Regions from separate parts of the Macaca mulatta genome. Here region 1 is linked to region 2. The links are chromatin contacts, called in public Hi-C maps. All regions are on one chromosome and are shown on one strand. The core of a region is the stretch at or near the end of the contact, and the rest is flanking DNA. Distances in the headings are between cores, read along the strand shown.

Evidence for each region. A called contact is a pair of places that touch in the nucleus more often than the background predicts.
Region 1: a Hi-C map of fetal cortex germinal zone shows a contact between it and region 2, with 2.9 times the contacts expected there. The contact joins two enhancer-like sites. A contact is called at or near these places in 2 of 14 Hi-C or Micro-C datasets (fetal cortex germinal zone and fibroblasts).

Annotation. Positions count from the first base shown.
Region 1 is chr9:91,048,744-91,053,400 of T2T-MMU8v2.0, forward strand. BICC1 (BicC family RNA binding protein 1) reads right to left here. Exons shown (of 21, transcript XM_077946728.1): 10 at 3,240-3,426; 11 at 1,253-1,414; 12 at 560-756. Among named protein-coding and RNA genes, the nearest start is that of BICC1, 300 kb to the right of the region's middle. Within about 2 kb of position 3,333, at least 13 of the 40 cell types and tissues checked have an H3K27ac peak or open chromatin away from gene starts, as enhancers often do. A contact at or near this core is called in fetal cortex germinal zone, where this site is marked.
Region 2 is chr9:90,896,101-90,900,767 of T2T-MMU8v2.0, forward strand. No RefSeq gene overlaps it. Among named protein-coding and RNA genes, the nearest start is that of PHYHIPL, 260 kb to the left of the region's middle. Within about 2 kb of position 3,266, at least 5 of the 40 cell types and tissues checked have an H3K27ac peak or open chromatin away from gene starts, as enhancers often do. A contact at or near this core is called in fetal cortex germinal zone, where this site is marked.

The DNA.
Region 1 (4,657 bases), core at 2,083-4,582, 150 kb after region 2:
AGAAATAGAAAAACTATTCTAAAACTCATATGGAACCAAAGAAGAGCCCAAATAGCCAAAGCAATCTTAAGCAAAAAGAATAAAGCTAGAGGCATCAAACTACCCAACTTCAAACTATACTATGAGGCTACAGAAACCAAACAGCATAGTACTGGCATAAAAAAATTGACATATAGACCAAGGGAACAGAATGGAGAATCCAGAAATAAAGTTGCACACCTACAACCATCTGATCTTCAATAAAGTTGGCAATAACAAGCAATAGGGAAAGGAATCCATGTTCAATAACTGGCGCTGGGAAAACTGGCTAGCCATATACAGAAGAATGAAACCAGACCCCTCCCTTTCACCATATATAAAAACTAACTCAAGGTGGGTTAAATATGCAATTTCTCCATGTAACAAACCTGCATATGTGTCCCCTAAACCTAAAATAAAAGTTGCAAACAATAAATAAAACTCATTTTAGGCGAAAGTTTAAACATGTTTTAACTTTACCAGGGGTTTATCTCTTACAAACAGCAGAGATCACACACACATTCTAGCAGAAAGCCATTACCTGTGCATGTCCATTTAAAGCAGCAGAGATTTTTTTGCCTTCGGTCTGCATACTGTTGATGTGGACATCAACAGGAGTCAAGCCAGGAGGGGGAGATGGAGCCGTGTGCCCATAGGTGGGCACTCCAGACAACAAAATATTAGTTAATGTGGCTTGGGCAGTAGATGGAATCATAAGGTGTGGTATAGCAGAAAAACCTACAACAACATTTTATGATGACAGATATTAGGAAGAAACGCAGATTCAACTATTATTTTTATTAACAATAAAAACATCATTTTTTGTTGCTGCAAGTTCAGGAAAGAATTCAATTTTGACACCTCCGTAAACAGAGGTACTATTTACTGTAAAAACACAAAAGAGTGTTAAAATGGGACAACACCATAGAGAATGTCTTATCCAACCCTCTCATTGTACAGATGTACATGACTACCAGCAAGTTACTCCAACTAGAACCTAACTACCAGGTCTGCTTATCACATCTGAAGATGGTATTTCACTTGTATGAAAAACTCAAACTGCTTTGCTGCGCTTCATTTTAACTAATTGACGTATCAGGGAATTTCTGTTTCAATGGAGTGTGCTTTGAACTCTAATTTTGCCCTAAGAAAACTGAGTCATTAGTAAATTTTATTTAAAAGACTGGTAACACCTAAGAATACACACCTTGGAATATACTTAAATGATACTGACCTGTGGCACTTGAAGTATTAGCAAGTGGGGGGGCCCATAATGTGGGGCTAGGTGTACCAGAACTTGGACTTTGCAAAGGACTGACTGAGCTATTAAGAGCATTCAAGAGTGAGTTTGGGGTTGTTGAAGTGTTCAGAGATAAGGTGGTGGGTCCCAAAAGACCTGTAATAAATGAATATATAAAGTCAATTCACATAAATTTAAGATTTTAAAATAGACATGGCATGAATATTGCCATTAGTAATGCACAATGATATAATCTGATATTTTCTAAATACAAAATATGGATGACAGATTTTCTTTCAAATATTCACATGAATTTTGCATCATAGAGCTCCAAGAGAGGAAGCAGCTTATCCACAAACAGTTGCTATCAGAAAATGGAAGATAGATGTGCCCAGACCAGGATGGCAGTTAGGGTCACTGAACATTACCAGGTGCTTTGCATTCATGTCAGCTACCCAGGATGAACAAAATTCTGCTCAAGTGGAGGCTCATTTTCATTCTTCTGCATAACTCATTTGTCATCCGCTTACAAACCCTTTTCAAACTACTCACATGTAGCAGCAACTAGGGAATGCTTTCCTGTGGTAGGATAGATTTCCTATTTGTCCCCGTTACAGATAGGGTAGGCTATCAGAACAGTTCCTAAATGTATCTCAAAACATATACATGAATTCTCTGGGCCCCATCTCAATGATGAAAATTTTCTCAGAAAAAAATGCTGGTTTTTTTGTTGTTGTAAGGAGTCAATGCTTGATTTAAATAATGAAATTTTCCTTTAGGCATTTAAAATATGTTCTGGAATGAAATGTGGATTTGTATACAAGTTTCCAGGAATACATATAAAGCATAAAGTATAACAGGATAGGTATAATAATGAAAACATTTTAAAAACTCTGTCACTGAATCTTTGCTCACTTGTTTTCTCTCTAGTGCAAGATGAACTCGGTTCCTGCTAAGTTACCTAATTGGCATTTCCTGACTCACAGTCATTGCTATGTTATTATGTCTGTTCAGGTCCCAGTGGAAGGAACAACTTTGGTAGATTAGGGGCCAAGATAAAAAAAAAACAAAACTTTCTTTAATGATGTCTAGGCAGGGCTACTTGGAAAATCAATCATATAAGAGTATTAAATTTCTTAAAAGTTAAAAGCAAGAATAGCTATTAGAAAAAAAAAATGTTAAAGACAGCTGAGAGTATTCTTTTTTGTCTCAAATCAACACTGAATGCCCCAGGGTGATTTGCTAGGAGTACTGATTAAGGAAAACAAATGCAACTGAGAAATGTGCAAGAAAGAAGGGAATCTAGCAAAACTGTAATACAGCAACTAACTTCAGCCTATAAAATAGCAGTCCATAGATGAGGACGTAAATATCACCATGACTATTAAGCAGCTCATTCTGCTTTCTTAACTAAAGCTCTGAGATGATGATGTTTGTTCATTCTTCTATTTTCTATTCCTCACGTTAGACAGAAATACAGGTCTGACCTCAGACTAGATTTCCTTTGTGTCTGGGTAAGGCAGGTCTAACCACTGGAGATACAGGTTCTGCTTATTTTCACCCCCCTCCCCACCCCTCATACAGATTTGCAATTACTTTTTAAAAAGCAAACTGGATAATCTTTATCTCTAGGGACGGACGGCAATATTGCAAATGCAAGAGAGAACAAACATAAATTACAGTCAGCATGCTTACTTCAATCTCAATGGCATTCTTAATTTAGAACCATCACAGCCACTGAAAATAAAATAGTCAGACCTTGATTATTTATGCAAACATGAGAAGAATCTGGGTAATAAATCCACAGAGACTAAGAAACCCCAAAATAGATTGATTCAGGCTGTATGGCTTTTCACCTGATCTTTGAGTCCGAAGGAAAAAAAAAATAGCCTTTAAATGTAGACCCAAATGGTAGAAAGAAAGGGAACCAGATAAGCATTTCCCCAGTGACTGAGACGTGCTGTAATAATAAATTGTATACCTAGTCCAGTGAGTCCAAGGCCTGCTGAAGCTAAGATATCCAGGCTGGGACATGCCAGGCCGGCAGGGCAGGATGCTGGGGATGGACTGGTTGCTATGGTAACCCCACTGCTTTCAAGTCCGAGGAGACATTTCCTTGCTTCATACATATTTAAGGCATTTCGCTCAACACTTTTCACAATCACAGACTATGGAAACACATAATGGGGGGAAAAAAAGTGACATGCAAGTAGTCTACAATGAATGGGGGAGGGGAGGGAGGTGGAAAATGAATACGCTAATAAGAATTCCACTCAGGGGACATATCAATGCTGCTTTTAAATCATCTGCAAATCCTAACCACTTAGTGCTTAAGTTTAATCCTTCTGTTAAAACCCTAAATTATTAGTTACCATTTATTGGGCATGTTCTGGGTTCCAGGAGCTGACAGTAGCTGCATATATGTTCCCATTCTCAGCAAAACCTCATAGAATGGGAATCATTATTCATATTCAGTGAAGTTAAGGGACTTAGCCAAGGTCATGTCATCGCTGTGAAGGGGCAGCAAGAGGATGGGAACTTGGGTTCCCTTTTTATAGCCTCTCATCTTTACACTAAGGCTTTCCCCTTGCATCTTGTCGTTACATACCAAATCAAACTTGTGACCACATATAAACTGCATAATCATCATCACTTATGTTTGACATTTACGGTTTACTAGTTAGCTAATAGACCTTGAAGTATGACTATTCCTCATTGGTGACATATCTATGGCAAAGCTTATGGTAAAATTTCTAAATAATAAATCATTTTTCTTCCTCAATGGACTCATCTAGAAAATCTGAAATGTGAACTCAAAGGGGAAAGCCCTCAATGGACCAAAAAACAAAACAAAAATCGTGGCTGAGAAAGTAGTTAAAGCAGAGTTAGAATGGGGGCCATTTGGGCATCATTAAAAGGCCCTGGGATGCTGCAAGGCTTTGGAGTTCTCATTTACAATCTATTTTTCTCTGACTTCTGCTAATTTCTTACTGAACTCCTGGAATTCTTCTGCCTGTCCATCTTAACATGCACAAGCTCTGTAATGTCTCTCCTATCTTTATCTTTTAGTCCTGGGATCTACAGTGACTCTGGTCAACTCAAATTAGTCACACATGAAGCTTCACGATACATACAATTAACGTCCTGTTCCCTAACTTTAAACTCACTATATCAAGTTCACTTAGAATCAACGCTATCTTTTCCTTTAAAGTTTTCTTTTGGAGAAGGCAAGATCATTTTTCTTCAGTTGGACAGCGATTACCACATTATTTACACATGCCAAATTATATAAAGTACTTATTATATATACACCATTCTATACATATAAGATTTATAGTTTCAGAATTTTAGTGTTATTTTCTTGTTTCTGATTTTTGTTAAATAAAGAGAACATTTCCC
Region 2 (4,667 bases), core at 2,016-4,515:
TTTAATCCAAAGGCAGTCTACAGGCAGAATTCCCTCCTCCTCCAGAGATTTCAATTTTCTCTTAAGACTTTCAACTGATTGGATGGGGCCCATCCACATTAGAGAGGGCAATCTGCTTTACTCCAAGTTTATTGACATAAATGTTAATCTCATCTTTAAAAAGCACCTTTGCTGGCTGGGCAAGGTGGCTCACGCCTGTAATCCCAGCTCTTTGGGAGCCCAAGGTGGGCAGATCATGAGGTCAGGAGATTGAGACCAGCCTGGCTAACACGGTGAAACCCCGTCTCTACTAAAAGTACAAAAAATTACCCAGGCGTGGTGGCACATGCCTGTAGTTCCAGATACTCAGGAGGCTGAGGCAGGAGAATCGCTTGAACCCGGGAGGTGGAGATTGCATTGAGCCAGGAGGTTGAGATTGTGCCGCTGCACTCCAGCCTGGGACACAGAGTGAGACTCTGTCTCAACCAAAAAAAAAAAAAAAAAAAAAAAAAAAAAAGGACCTTAGCAACAACATGTAGGCTGGTATTTGACCAAATATCTGAGTACCATGGATTAGCCAAGTTGACATATGAAATTATCCATCATAGTAAGTTTCTAGGAGTGGGATTTCAGAGTCAAATGATAAACATATGTTTAATTTTATTAGAAGCTGCCAAAATATTTTCCACAGTGGCTGTGCCATTTTTCATCCCCATCAGCAAGGTATAAGAGTTCCAGTAGCATGGTCACTTTTTTGATTGTTTTTAGCCATTCTAATGTGCATCTAGGGTGTCTCATTATGATATTAAAATGTATTTTTAAGACTAATGATGTTGAGCACCATTCTATATGGTTATTTTTCATCCATATATCTTGTTTGATGAAATGCTTGTTTAGATTTTTGGCATTTTTTGAAAAAATTGATTGTTGCTTATCTTATTTTTGAGTTTTATGAATTATGTACGTATTCTGGATATAAGGCCTTTGTCTGAAATGTTATTTGTAGATATTTTTTCCAAACTGGAGCTTGTCCCTTTGTGCATTTAACAGTGCATCTTGCAGAACAAAGATTTCCAAATTGAATAATGTCCAACTTAGCAGTATTTCTTTTGTGAATGTTTTTGGTGTTGCAATCTAAAAATCTTTTTTCTAACTTAAGATAACAAAGGGTTTCTCCTCAATTTTCCTTTAGAAGTTTTATGTTTTATGTTTTCTTTTATGTCTATAGTACATTTTGAGTTAACAGTTGTGTAAGATACAAGATATGGGTTTGAGGTGGATCTTTTTGCTTGTTTGGTTGATTGGTTGGTGCCTTCCAACATGATAGGAAGCTTTCTGAGGCCTCCCAGAAGAGGGTGCCACATGAAAACCACAATAATTAATCTAGACATGATGATATTGACACTGACAGGTGAAGATAGATGGTGGTCATTCATAAGAATTGATTCTTGAACATTATTTTGCCCAATTTTTGTATTAATTTGTCATATTACTGAGTTATAAAAATTTGTTATATATTCTGGATAAGTCATTTATTTGCTATATATTTTTAATATTCAATTCAAGTATGTGACTTGTCTTTTCATTGTCCTGGTGATGTTTTTTGAAAAGCAGACATTTTAAATTTTGGTGAAGTACAACTTACTAATTTTTGTTTATGGATCATACTTTTAGTGTGTATCTATGACACTTTTGCCTAACCCCAGGCCACAAAGTTTTTATCCAATGTTTTCTTCTGGAAGTTTTATAGTTTTAGTTTTTATATTTAGGTTTATGATTCATTTTCAGCTGATTTTTTATGTTTGGTGCAAGGTATAAATCAAAGTTGATATAATTTTTAAATATGAATATTCAATTTTTCCTGCACCATTTGTTGAAAAGACTCTTCCTTCTCTGCTGCTTTGTCTTCGCACCTTTGTCAAATATCACATTGATTTGTTTCTGGACTCTATTCTATGCTGTCAACCTATTTTTCTATCCTTGTACCAATACTCTGTATTAATGCTTAATATTTTTAAATGAAGGTTAAAATGACTATAAATTAACTTTAAATATTTTTCACATGCATCCTTTGAAATTAATCATTTATTGGTTTACAAACTCTTCAGGTGTAAAAATTTAAATGAGTAAAATGTTGTTTAAGTTGCTAAATTTAAAACTCTGAACACCCATAAGCAAATTCTAACAACACAGGGAAGAAAGACATTCAAGATGAAAATAAAACTCCATGATGATACAGAATTGCAGAGCACTCTGGAGAAAGCTAGTGAAATTGAGAAAAAGGGAGAACTTATGAAACATTTACCAGAGTTTGCTATATTAGGTGCACAGGAGATCATTGGATAAATTGTTTAGGGTATCAATGCCTGATCCCCACCCTTAAATATATACTGTTTTGGGACAAGGCCTGTTTGAGAATCAAATAGATATTCCAGATATAAATAATCAACAAGCTTAATCATTGTGAAGAGGACAAAAGAAAACAAATATGTAACACAGAGATGAGGACTGCACTGCTGTAAGATATTAAGGAATGAGCTAAATATCACAGAAATACACCTTTATTTTTAATAATTATTAAGAAGTATACAATTATATACATTTATTTAGATACAGAAAATTGATACGAAAAGATTTGACCTTCTCTTGAGAGTTATAAAAAGTTATTATATATTAATAACTGCCACCCTTTAAACATCTCCACTTGGGATCCCCCAGAAGCAGATCCTGAGACAGTGATTCAATGCAATTATTTTCAGGGGAAAACCCCTGAAACAAGGCACCCAATAAAGGAGATGTCATGTAGCTAGCTACCACTGTGATTGGCTGGACCTTAATCCTACGGAGAAGTTCTGGGAAGGGTGCAAAACACATCTCAGCGTTATCCTGAGGAGCAAGAGCACTGGGATATTTAGGCACCAACACTTGAGAGTCAGAGTTTGAGGCCTTCTGGGAAGGCAGTGTTATATCTCAGGTACTTCTGTCCTTCCAAGTCTTCAGAAATAGCCCTCAGGAAAAGAGTGCCATACATTGAAAGTTGGAAGTCCACCAGAGTACACGCAATTGATAAAGAATGAGGCACAGGCGGATTATGCCTCGATGCACTAGGGGATTTTGAGATCCATTTAATGCATTATTTATAAGCTTCACAAATACTGCAAAGAGGTTTTTTTTTTTCTTTAAAAAGAAAGAAACCAAGACACATCCAATAAATAATTATTGTGTGCCTTTTATGGCCCAGGCACTGCTCCAGACACTAGGGATAGAGTGGTGAACAAAAACAGATTATGCCCATATGGAGTTTACACTGTGGTGGAGAGAGACTGGCAGACGTGTAAGCCAATATAGCATCAGATGTAGATAAGAACTGAGAGGAAAAATAAAGCAAAATAAGGGAATCAAGAATGACAAGGGGTGCTTTTTCAGACCATTAGTTTAGGGAAGCCTGCTCTTAAAAGATGAATTTGAGAAGAGAACTGAATGCAGGGAATAAGCAAGCCCAGTGAAGACTTCAGGCTGAGGAAACAATAAGTCTATGGTCCCAAGGTGTATCCATGTTTGGTATATGTAAAGAACAACAAGGAAGCTGGTGTGGCTGGAAGAGAATGAGGAAGAAGGTAGATTAATCAGGAATAAGGCGAGAGACGTAGACCCTCATAGTCCATAGTGAGGAATTTGTAATTCATGTTAGATGTAATTGTAAGTGTGGCAGGTAACAGTGGATGAAGAAAAACAAGCTAGGAATCTAGTGTACTAATTCAGGAAAAACAAAGGTATTAAATGATTCTCCTAATAAGATAAAATTAACTGCTCAATCTGCACTTCAAACTTAAATCTGTCTTCCTTCCAAGCTGATGATCTCTGCTCTATGACATGCTGCTTCTCCCTTACAGCTTGACATTTTCATTTCTCTGGAGCTCTTTAGGAATATGAGTCATCAGTGATGTCTCTTTGCCAAATCAAAAGAGGAAAAACAAGGAAAATCCCCCCAAATTGATAAATCAAAAAGAAATTCCACTGAATTTAATAAGCTTGTGGCTGTCCTATTTTTTCAAACCCTGGGAAGTAAGAACATTTTAAACTTGCAGCACTGATTCTTCACTAGTATCTTTGACTGCCGACTTTCAGCATTATCTTGTGAGACTCCAAGACTCACTGAAATCTCAAATTGCTGCTTTTCTGCCTGCTGAGTGCTGTGAGTTGAAAAGAACCGAGTCATTTGTTTCCTCCACAAGCCTGAGGTATTTCGTGAATCCACATTTATTTCAAGGATGCTTTCTTTCCCTCGTGGGAGACTTTTAAGTCCCATAGGTCAACAGAAAGCCTTGGAATATGACGCCTTTTTCATCTTGCTAACAGCAGGGAAAGAATAGAACGAAAGAGCCTAACAGTAAGAGAACATGAGGAATAAAAGAAACAACAAGGTAATTTCATTTACCTTTTGCAGGCAAAGAAAGGAAACAAGAATAGCCCTAGCACAGAAATAATTACCTGGTTAGCATTCTGCAACCTTGCTGGATTTCTCATGCTGCAGGAATATCGACGAGTCTGACTGCTAACTTTGGTCAACCAATGACAGGTTCATGACTCCTCTCAAACAGCAGGCTGGCTTTTATAGACTTTCTGAGTCACTTCTCACCAATGCTAGCAGCCCTCCTGAAGTTCCATTCAGGTATGAGTAATAGGAA